Regions from separate parts of the Rattus norvegicus genome. Here region 2 is linked to region 1. A link is a contact called in public Hi-C data. All regions are on one chromosome and are shown on one strand. The core of a region is the stretch at or near the end of the contact, and the rest is flanking DNA. Distances in the headings are between cores, read along the strand shown.

Region 1 (5,733 bases), core at 1,514-4,013:
CTCCCTAAAGTACGCTGGCTGTTTGCTGATGGATTTTCTGTTTTAATTTTTGAGACGGGGTCTCATATAGCCCAGGCTAGCCTTGAAACTCTTTAAGTAGCTGAGAATGCCAAGGAATTTCTGAGACTCTTGCCTCTACCTCAAATGCTGGGGTTACAGGCCTACCCGCCATGCCCAGATCTGTCAGACCTCGGGCTCACAATGTTAAGCAAGCAACAGATCAACTGAATCACAACCCAAACCCTTGGGATGGATTTTTATGTCTAACATTTTTTAACTCTGAGGATAACGTGACTTATTCAGTTCAAAGGATACTTACTCAATGCCTGTGTTGTTGGAAAAATATAAAAATAAAAAAGAGTATAGTTGTCTTTTACCCGCTTTGTCCGCACCTCAGTGCCCCAAGACATCTGCTAGGTATCTTGGCGGAAACACATCCCAACTCCGTGGTGGCCCAGACCAGTCACCCCACACTCCATTACATTACTTAAATCTACACATTAAAGAACACAACACAGGGTTGGGGATTTGGCTCAGTGGTAGAGCCTAGGAAGCGCAAGGTCCTGGGTTCGGTCCCCAGCCCCGGGGGGTGGGGGGGGACACACAACACAATAATCTTTGACCCAATTGGTATGATATAATTGCCCACTTAAACATACAAAGCCCGGTACCATCCATCCCTTAGGAACATTGATAACAACCTGTAAATACACAGAGCAGAATCTTAACATCACCTGCCATGGCTTCTCCCCTCTCTCCATCTCCTCTGTCCTGTCTCTTCTTCTTCCTTCAAACTTCTCTCCCACCCATCCTTCCTTCTCCTCAATGACAGGTCTCCTTCTATCTTGTACCTGCCCCTCACCTATACTTTACAAATTCAATGGCAAGGTTCTGGTGAAGTCACTAGGCAGCTGTCGTTGGGGCAGTGGAATTAGCATCAAAATACAGATAACTTCAGGGCAAACCACAACTCGCTTGTGAGACCTTACGGGAAGCATTCAGAATAGCACACTCATAGCTTCAGAGAGGAAACGTATGAAAACAATAAGGCAGCAAATAAAAGGCAGAATTGCTATGAAATAAACAAAGAACCATGATGGGAAAACATGAGGTAAGTTTTACTTTTTAAAAATTATTTTGTTGGGGCTGGAGAGATGGCTCAGGGGTTAAGAGCACCCGACTGCTCTTTCAGAGGTCATGAGTTCAATTCCCAGCAACCACATGGTGGCTCACAACCATCTGTAAAGAGATCTGATGCCCTCTTCTGGTGTATCTGAAGACACCTACAGTGTACTTATATATAATAAATAAATAAATCTTTAAAAAAAAAATTATTTTGTTGCCTGGCAGTGGTGTCTTTGCCTCTAATCCCTGCACTTTGGGCACAGTATCTCGTGAGTTCCAAGCCAGCCTGATCTACAGAGCAAGTTCCAGAACAACCAGAGCTACACAGAGAAACCCTATCTCGAAAACAACCAACCAACCAACCAACGAAACAACCAACCGAACCATCCAAAAAACCTAAAACATTTAAAAAGCTATAAGGTAGTTATTTCTCTCACCTAGAACTCCCCTCTTTCTCTCTTCTTCCCCACTCCCTTGTAACTCAGAATATTCTGGAACTCCTTCTGTAGACCAGGCTGACCCCTAACTCAGAGATCTGCCTGCCTCCGTCTCCCCAGGGCTGGGAGTAAAGGCGTGTGCTACCACTGCCCAGCCGGCTGGGTCTCTTATGTTCACACAACCTCATGTATACGTTAATTCACTCAATAGTTGCTGAAGATCCGTTTTGTGTCAGGCCTTGTACTGTGTGCTAGAGTCATGTATGCCCAAGAAGTGCTCCGTCCTCAAGGATTCACTCTTGTGTAGTTCCCATAGTGCAAAATCATCTGGGTTATTTGCAAGAATGCAGATTCCTGGCTTCACCCTTGGTGTTCTGAGTCTTCAGGGATGGAATCAAAGTATATACTTAGGCGACCCATTTCTTTTTTTTTCTTTTTTTTTTTTTTTGGTTCTTTTTTTCCGGAGCTGGGGACCGAACCCAGGGCCTTCCGCTTCCTAGGCAAGCGCTCTACCACTGAGCTAAATCCCCAACCCCTAACCCATTTTTTTTATTTTTGGCTTTTGTCTTGTCTCTACTAAAACTAGAACCAATTGGGAACCAGATAAATGATATTTCAATGCTAAGAAAACGTGTAATGATGATTGTACAACATATTATCAACATAACTCCCCGTTCCTAGCGGAACACAGTACTGTAGAGGTAGTCACAACTAGACAAAGTAGCTTTCCTGGCATTTAAACCATTTAAGTAAAGCAATTATGGGCAAATGCTTGTGAAGTACCGAGTATTCCAAAACGACACTGAGTTGTTCCAAGGACAGTCGTTCGCCTAAACTTATTTGCAGCTAGAGGCTTTCACGCAGTTACAGTACAAGGCTTTGTTGGAGGGACAGTGCGCAGGTGCACCTCGGCTTTACGCATGCGCATTATTTAACTCTGAAGCCACAGGCGGGAGACTGAGGGCGAGTTTTTCTTCGCCACCTCAGAACGTTCAGTGCTAGAATTCAAAGACTGTGGCTGTCTTTATTTTTGGAGAGCGACTGTGTGTCTCACCAAAACTTCCCTTTCCTTTTGGGCTTCTCTAGTAAGTTGGCTGCCAGTACCTAATATGGCGAGAGGTCTGCACCCGCGCACTTACCCCGGGCGCTTAGCTCGGCTGGGCGGCCCCCACAAAAGGGCGGGAGTTTGGAGGGGCGGGGCCTGGCCTCCTGGCTGAGAGACGCTCAGGGCCTGGCCTGCGGGCTGCTGCAGCGGCCTCGGTTGCTGCGGACCGCTACGAGATCTCCGAGAACCGACCGTGGTGAGGTGGGCTGGGGCAGGCGGGAGGCGCCGAGCGTAACGGTCCGAGGGCCTGAGCGCCCGCGGAGATGTCGCCTAGATAGCGGCTCCCTGTATCCCGGGAGGAGCCCCGGGCCCAGAGAGAGGCTGGGACCGGTCCTAGGGGTCGGGGCCTGCCTGCCTCAGTTTCCTGCTGCAGCCGCCCCTCCGGAGAACCTCACACTTGAGTGGCCCACTCCCGTAGCCCGGAGCTGACGGGATGAGATGCAGCGCTCCCTGCGGATCTCTCTCTGCACCTGGGAGCTTTCCAGCTCCCTGTGCCCCTATGGGCTTTGCGCGTGATCCGTCCCTGAAAGTCGGGTCCCAGCCCGCTGCCCCATCATCAGAACTTTTATTTTTCAGATCTCAAAGATCACTTCTTCAAAACCTTTCTTAAGGCCTGCTCCAGGCTTCAGCTAATCTGATTCTTGGCTTTTGTGATCTTTGCCCAAGTCAGTGTTCTGCCGGCCCCCCTCTTTCATGTTCTGGGCTTGTTTGTTATAAGTCTTGTTTTTTTTTCAACTCTTAAGTCCCACGATGACTACTGGTAACTAAAAAGTTACTGAATAGATGACAGATCTGCTAAATGCATTACCTTCAAAGGCTCCTTTAATCCACGCAGCGATCTATGGTGTGTGTTCTTCATAGTCACATTTTATGCACGAAGAGACAAACACTCCTAAATCAAGTTCCACAGTGAGCTAGAATCCCCTATGTGTATTATGACTTAACTAGATTGAATGGCTGTTTACACATTAGCCTGTAAGATGTGGAGGTCAGTGTTACAACTCACATTTCAATAAAAGGATTGCTTTTTTTTTTTTCTTCTTTAATTGGTAACGAATTGAACCCAGGGTCGTATGCACACCAGTCAGTGTTCTACCACTGAACTAAGCTCAAGTCCTCTTTTCCCTTTTTATTTTGAGACAGTGTCTTATCAACTTACCAAGGCTGGATTTGAACTTGATGTTCATTTGCCTTGGCCTCCGAAGAATAAGATTTCAGGCCCGTGAGTCTAGGCTGGGCCCTGAGAAGGGTTACGAAGGAGAATTGATATTACCAAATGGATAGTTTTCTTAACAGAAATCAAAGCCAGACTTGCACTGTCCTACGGGTATACCCTCACCCTGTGCTCTAGGAACGCTCTATCACATTTTACTCCTTTTACCTCAGAAAGCTTCAGGTGTGAATGTCATTATTTCATACCCATTAGGAGATGCTCTGCAGGGCTGTGGTTTTTATAGTTTCTGACTCTGTGTGTGTGTGTGTGTGTGTGTGTGTGTGTGTGTGTGTGTGTGTGTGTACGATGGGGGAGCTGTGCCCTGGTGTGCACTTGAAGGGTATGGAGGACTTTGTGGAGCTGTCTCTTGCCTTCAGCCTCCATGTGGGTTAGAATCATCAGGCAGATTCCTTACCTATTGAGCCATACTCCCATTTAAAAAAATATTTATTTTTTTAATTATGTGCATGGGGGGGCGGCAGGGTGGACACAAATGCAGGTGTCAGAGCCTTAGACCTCCTAGAGCTCAGAGGCAGCTGTTAGCTGCCCAGAGTACATGATGAGAATTCGCATGCCCTGCAAGAGCAATATGGCCTCAAACTCAGAGGTCTACCTTCTTCTCCTGGGGTCAGAGGCATGCACCACTATGCCCAGCTCACACTGCCATTTAAAAAAAAAAAAGATTTATTTATTTATTGTGTATGAGTACACTGTAGCTGTCTTCAGACACACCAGAAGAGGGCATCAGATCTCCTTACAGGTGGTTGTGAGCCACCATGTGGTTGCTGGGATTTGAACTCAGGATCTCTGGAAGAGCAGTTAGTGCTCTCAACCACTGAGCCAGCTCTCCAACCCCACATTTCCTTTTTTGAATCCTAGTTTTCTTTCATCCTTTCTCTTTTGGGATTTTATTTATTTCTATTTTGTATGTATAAGTGCTTTGCCTACATGTGTGTACGTGCACTGTCTGTGTACCTGGTGCCATCAGATGTTAGAAGAGGCTGTTACATCCTCCAGGTAGTTACGACTCACTATGTGTGTGCTCAGAACTAAACCCAGGTCTTCTGCAAGAGCAAGTGTTCCTAACCACAGGACCCTGAGTCTTAGTTTTCTTAATTGTAAAATGAGGACAGTAATATTAGTACCTCTAAGTTTTTCCTTTGTGATGATGAAAGTTGCAGCTGATTACTGTAAGAATGAAGCATGGTACACATTGTATATGGTCTAACTTTTATTCTATGAACCGCCGACATTTTGTAAAGCTGTGTTGGTGATCAGAAAGATCACGTTACTTAGTGTTGTCACTCAAATATAATGGGCACTTCAGACACCAGGTCTGTTTTAGGAGCAGGGAATGCAGCATTGACTCAAATAATGTTAGCTAGTGTGTGTGTGTGTGTGTGTGTGTGTGTGTGTGTGTTGTGTTGGTGTGTGTGTGTGGTGTATATGTATGTATGTGTATGTGGTGTGTGTGTATGTGGTGTGTGTGCATGGTGTGTGTGTATGTAAGTGTATGTGTGTGTGTATGTGTGTGTGCGTGTATGTGTGTGTAGTGTGTATATATGTATGTATGTGTATGTGGTGTGTGTGTATGTGGTGTGTGTGTATGTATGTGGTGTGTGTATGTATGTGCGTGTATGTGTGTGTAGTGTGTATATATGTATGTATGTGTATGTGGTGTGTGTGTATGTGGTGTGTGTGTATGTATGTGGTGTGTGTATGTATGTGGTGTGTGTGTATGTATGTATATATGTGTGTGTATGTATGTGGTGTGTGTGGTGTGTGTGTATGTATGTGGTGTGTGTGGTGTGTATGTGGTGTGTGTATGTATGTGGTGTGTGTGTATGTATGTG
Region 2 (5,733 bases), core at 1,403-3,902, 160 kb after region 1:
CCTGCCAAAGAATTTTAATATTGTTATCATTGATACCAACAAAAATACCCTTTTTATTCATTTATACTTCAAAATAAAAATATTACTTCTAGCCTAACTAACCACATCTACTTTCACTAGTTTTCAATCTTAAAGCTGGCTTTAAACTTAAAACTCTGCAAACCAAAGGCACACAGGTAGTTGGTAGTGAAGCTGCTAGAACTACAAGTGAAATTGTTTTTCTTTTTAGCCTAAAACAGAATTTTTAGTGAGCATTCATTTTTTTGAGTATTCATTAAGAATATGTAGAATAGAGGGCTGGAGAATCTGCTCAGTGGTTGAGATCAGTGCTATTCAGAGGATCCATGTCGACTCCCAGCACCCACATGGCAGCTCACAACCTTCTTTAACTCCAGTTGCAGGGATCTGACACCCTCTTCTGGCTCTGATGACACCAGGCATGAATACAGGAAAAATACCCACACACTTAAAAAAACTGTAGGCTAGGTTTTAGATTTCCCAGTGGACCATGCATTTTAGGGGGAGACTTAGAAATTAGTATACAATGTGCAACTAATTACTAACAACATTTTCAGAAAAACAATCACTTATTCAAACTAAATATCAAAAGCCAACTGTTACCAGTGACTCCATCAGTTTAAGAGTTCGATGTCAGCCTAAGCTACAAGATCCTATGGTCAATGAGGAACAAACAACCAAACCTCCAAGAATCAAGCTGTGCAGCATCTCTATGCAAACTTAGGTGGGGCTGTCATGACTGGCAATAATGTCTAACATCTGGCCCACAGTATAAAACAGAAGTATAATGAAGTTTTACACCTAAAAACTGTACCAAGGAGTCCCAAACTTTCAATATTCAGTCAATCAAAACATTCAACATGTCACAAAAAGTAAAAGAAGCCTAAAGTCTATTGCTAGTAGCCTAGAGCAGTAACCACCACATCGGTTTGATGTTCACAGATCTGAACATAAAATTATACATTACAATCCACAGTGACCGACATTTAATCAAGCATAAGGTGATATAAAAATGTAACACGTTTTGATAAACTACCCAATACACACTACGCACAGCCTTGTGAACTCACCTAAACACAAACATTTCATTTCCTTCAAAAATTATATTCGAAGTTATGTGAACATTCTATACAACCACTTTCTACTAATCCAAAAGTCTCCATCTCATTAAAAGCAGCAAGTTTCAAAAACAGGTATATCAGTCTTATTTACCTATTTTTTAATATTTTTGTAGGATTTTTTTTCCAACTGCAAACACTCTTTAACACTTTAACAGTACACAGTGGTTAACAAGATCCCAGACAATTTTTGTTTCTAAGACTGAAGTTCTCCAAAAACTGCACCTTAAACTATCCAAAAAGCTCAGCTGCCATCCTAGCTTTTCCCCACCAGGTTATAGAATTGATTCGCATCAACTTAAATCTTAAAAGCACCCAATAAAATGGTTTCTGCCAACTGCACACATTAGGTCATCTCTGAATTTAGGAGCCAAGAAGGCTTTAGGACCCAGAATACTTCTGCAACACAGCCTGTAATTCTCTACTTTATCTACCAGAATGAATGAATCTTTAGCACTTGGATTAACCCTAAATAGATCACATGAGACTCCTTATAACTTTCACTATAAAACACACACACATACTTGGTTCACGGGCACCCCAACCCGCTACATTAGTCCATACTGCAATACTAACCTGTAGATCCTTAAATGCCTTCTCTTCTATTTTACGCGGCTGCAATGTAGCGCCAACCTCAAGACAGTAAACTATCTAAGGCACCTACCCTCCTTCCTCCCTGTAACTCCCAAAGGTGCGGTAAAGGTGCTGCAGACAATGGCCCTTCCTTATTTGGGAAACAAGGACCAGCCATCCTATCTATAATTCTCCAAGACTTCATCCCTCTCCTACCTACAGGGCGGCTCCAATTACCTAGACTCCTTAGGAAACCTTTCCTCCTCAGCGGTGGACCTAGGAAACACTTCGCTACAACTCCTTGCACCTTCAGGCGACCAGTTCCCGGCCTCCCAAGAGACCTTCCTTCCCCTAGGTGTGTCTCTAGGTAGTCCCCTTTTGCAGGTCATAGGCCACTGGGACCTCTTCACTTTGGGGCAGAGGTGAGTTAAAACCTCGTTCCCGCTTAAAGCCAACGATGTCTTCCCCATTCTGCGTGCAGGCGTTTACACCGCAATCCCCCAACCCCGTAGTTCGCAGGCCGCGAGGCCACCAAGTGCTGGCCGCTTCCCCTCTCAGGACCACCGGGATGTCCCCGCTAAGGCCCCACTCCCACTTCGGCACGCAGACTCCACCTCTCGCATCCTCGGAGACCGCGGAGCGTGAACAGCGCCCCAGGACCCCCGCGGCCCCGCCGCGACCCTTTGTGTAGGGCGCTCGCGGCCGCGGGCTCCGAGGCCTGGGAAGGCCCCGCCCCGAGGCACCAAGGAGGCGGCTCGAGCCCCGCACAGCCCCGCCCGTTCCGGGGCTGCGGGAGTCTTACCGGGGAGAGCTTGCGCGGCACCAGAACCCAGACCCGAGTTACCCCCCGCGCGAGTGCCTCAGCCCTGCGGCCGACAGCCCCAGCCCGAACGGCTTTCCCGGAGCCCACTGCAGCCAACACCTCCGCTGCCGCTTCACAAAATGGCCGCCCGCCCGCTCCGCGTTCCCAGAGTGGGCGGAGCGCCGCTACCGACGTCACCTGGTGGGAGACGCAGGCGCGCTGAGGTTTCGGAGTGGGGAGGGGGAAACTTTGGAAGTTGCAGGTATTTGGCTAAACCCGGCTTTTTAATTGCTGTTTGCAGAGTCCGGCCTGAAGCTATTGTCCAAGGTTCGCTGCAGAGCTTTTGTACAGGTTCCTTTGGCTTTTAGAGCCCCCGTGAAAGTGTGCCTACACTGCAGAACTGTCTTCAGGATTAAACGCACCACCAAGCAAAAGGTCCTGTTTTGTTTTGTTTTTTTTTGGCTATTGAAAATATTTTGCCTTGGGGTGGAGAAAAGGCTCAAAGGATAAAAGCTCATACTGCTCTTCACGAAGTCTTGAGCTGCTCACAACCTCAAGTAACTCGGGCCTCAAATCTGACGCCCTCCTCTGGCCTCTGAAGACATCTTCACTCATGTGCACAAACTCTTACACAGAGACATTAATAAAATTAAAATGAAAATAGATATAAATATAAAGAACAAATATAAAAAGAAGGAAAATGTCTTTTTTTAAAGATTTATTCATTTTTTATATATAAGTACACTGTAGCTGTCTTCAGATACACCAGAAGAGGGCATCGAATCTCTTTTTTTTTTCTTTTTTTCGGAGCTGGGGACCGAACCCAGGGCCTTGTGCTTGCTAGGCAAGCGCTCTACCACTGAGCTAAATCCCCAACCCCCGGCATCGGATCTCTTTACAGATGGTTGTGAGCCACCATGTGGTTGCTGGGAACTGAACTCAGGACCTCTGGAAGAGTAGTCGGGTGCTCTTAACCGCTGAGCCATCTCTCCAGCCCGGAAAATGTCTTTTAATCTCTCCTGGCCGCCCATATAATCCCTGGTATCTGATTATACCTGAAGTCCTAGGCTGCACCAGACTATGCCGCCTGTGCAGGAGGAAGGGGGTGATTGGGGAGGTTGGGGGGGGGGGGGGGGAGACAGAGAGAAAAAGATCTCCTTTCCTGGGTCTAAGCTTATCATAGCCACTATTCCCTAAGATCGGGATCAAAAGCCTATGTCTTCCATTCCAGATTAAAAGTCCAAGTGAGGGCTAGAGAGATGGCTCAGCGGTTAAGAGCACTGACTGCTCTCCCAGAGATCCTGAGTTCAATTCCCAGAAACCACATGGTGGCTCACAACCGTCTGTAATGGGATGCTCTCTTCTGAAGTGTCTGAAGAGAACTACAGTGTACTAACATATAAATAAAATAAATAAGTCTTAAAAAAAAAGTCCAAGTGAAATCAATAACCCAATAATAATAATAATAAAATAATAATAATAATGCCTAATATTCTTTGTTCAATGGCAAACGAATAAACATTAAGCTTAGGCTGGGTGGGATCTTGCTGCAAAGTCACCACTCCCTTAATCTCTTTATCTCCTTGAGCACAGGATTCAGCCCCATTTCACTACCTGGTGCTCCTTTATAACTCTAACTATACATTTTATATTTTTTCCTTTCTAAGCTTGCTATGCTTGTTCAAAAGCCTCTACATGAGTCTTACCCAGAGAACAAAGCCTCTGTTGGACTTTTTTGTAAATGTAATTAATATAAATCTCTTTTACCTTAGCCTCAGGCAGATTCTTCAGACAAGGGCAAAAAGCACCATATTCTTCACTAAAATATCACAAGAACAGTCTCTAGGCCACATATTGAAATTCTTCTCCACTGAAACCTCTTGGGCCAGGCCTACCACCCTCAGCACCAATGTCATCCATGTTACTACTAGGATGTCCCAGTAAGCACCACGTAAACCAAACCATGCTTCCCAAATCGAATTCCTCCCAACAAAAGCATGATCGAGCCTATCACAGCAACACTCCGTGCAAAATACTGACTTCTGCATTAATTAGGGTTTTCCAGCTGTGAACAGACACCATGACCAAGGCAACTCTTATGAGGACAGCATTTAATTGTGGCTAACTTACATTTTCAGAAGTCAATCCATTAACATAATGAAAGGAAGCATGGCAGCATCTAGGCAGACACGGTGCTGTAGAAAGAGCTGAGTGTTCTACATCTTGTTCTGATGGGAACCAGAAGACTGACATTTGCACATGGGCGGAGCTTTGAGCTCCCCCCAACCCCCACAGTGACACACTTCTTCCAACAGGGTCACACCTACTACAACAAGGCCACACCTCCAAATAGTGCCATTCCCTGGGCCAAGCATACACAAATCACCACATGGTCCAAGTGGTAGAGCAGCCTGCATAGCAGCCTGAACCTGTTGAAGAGCCTTCTCCTGTTCCAGGCCCTAGACAAAGCTAGTAGCTTTCTGAGTCATTTAGTATATGAGGCTCAGTAACACACCCAAGTGAGGACTGTGCTGTCTCCAGAATCCAAATAGATCTACTAAACTTTGTGCTTCTTTCTTGGTGGTGACAAAGACCAGGTGCAATAAGTTATCCTTCACCTTAGAAACATTACCTCTGCATGCCCCACACCACTGGACTCCTAAGAATTTCAATGAGGTAGATGATCCTTGACTTTTGGTTGGATTTATTTTCCATCCTCTGATACACATACATGTTACAAATGAGTACAAAGTGGCAGCAACCTCCTGCTCACATGGTCCCAGCAGCATAATGTCATCAATATAGAGCACCAATGACTATTTTATGAAGAGACAGATGATCAAGATCCCTTCTTACTAAGTTTATGACACAGGACATGAGAGTTAATACATCCTTGAGGTAAAACTGTAAATGTATACTGCTGGCCTTGCCAACTGAAAGCAAATTGCTTCTGGTGGTCCTTATGGACAGGTACTGAGAAGAAGGCATTCGCTAGGTCAATAGCTGCATACCAGGTACAGGGAGATGTGTTAGTTTGCTCAAGTCACGGAACTACATCTGGTACAGCAGCTGCAATGGGAGTTACTACCTGGTTTAGTGTTCGATAGTCAACCGTCATTCTCCATGATCCACCTGTCTTCTGCACTGGCCAAATAGGAGAGTTAGAGGGAGATGTGGTGGGAACCACCACCCCTTCATCTTTCAAGTCCTTGATGGTGGCAG

What was found. Hi-C and Micro-C count contacts between places; a contact is called where the count stands out from the background.
Region 2: a contact with region 1 is called in a Hi-C map of the A7r5 cell line, with 2.7 times the contacts expected there. The contact joins the promoter of Cpne1 here to the promoter of Cep250 in region 1. A contact is called at or near these places in 5 of 12 Hi-C or Micro-C datasets (the A7r5 cell line, Schwann cells, frontal cortex and 2 more).

The regions. Positions count from the first base shown.
Region 1 is chr3:164,928,536-164,934,268 of GRCr8, forward strand. It overlaps Cep250 (centrosomal protein 250), which reads left to right and starts at 2,764. Exons shown (of 33, transcript NM_001427194.1): 1 at 2,764-2,868.
Region 2 is chr3:165,087,342-165,093,074 of GRCr8, forward strand. It overlaps Cpne1 (copine 1), which reads right to left and starts at 2,653. Exons shown (of 17, transcript NM_001256465.2): 1 at 2,512-2,653. Rbm12 (RNA binding motif protein 12) reads right to left here and starts at 2,653. Exons shown (of 3, transcript NM_001409091.1): 1 at 2,512-2,653.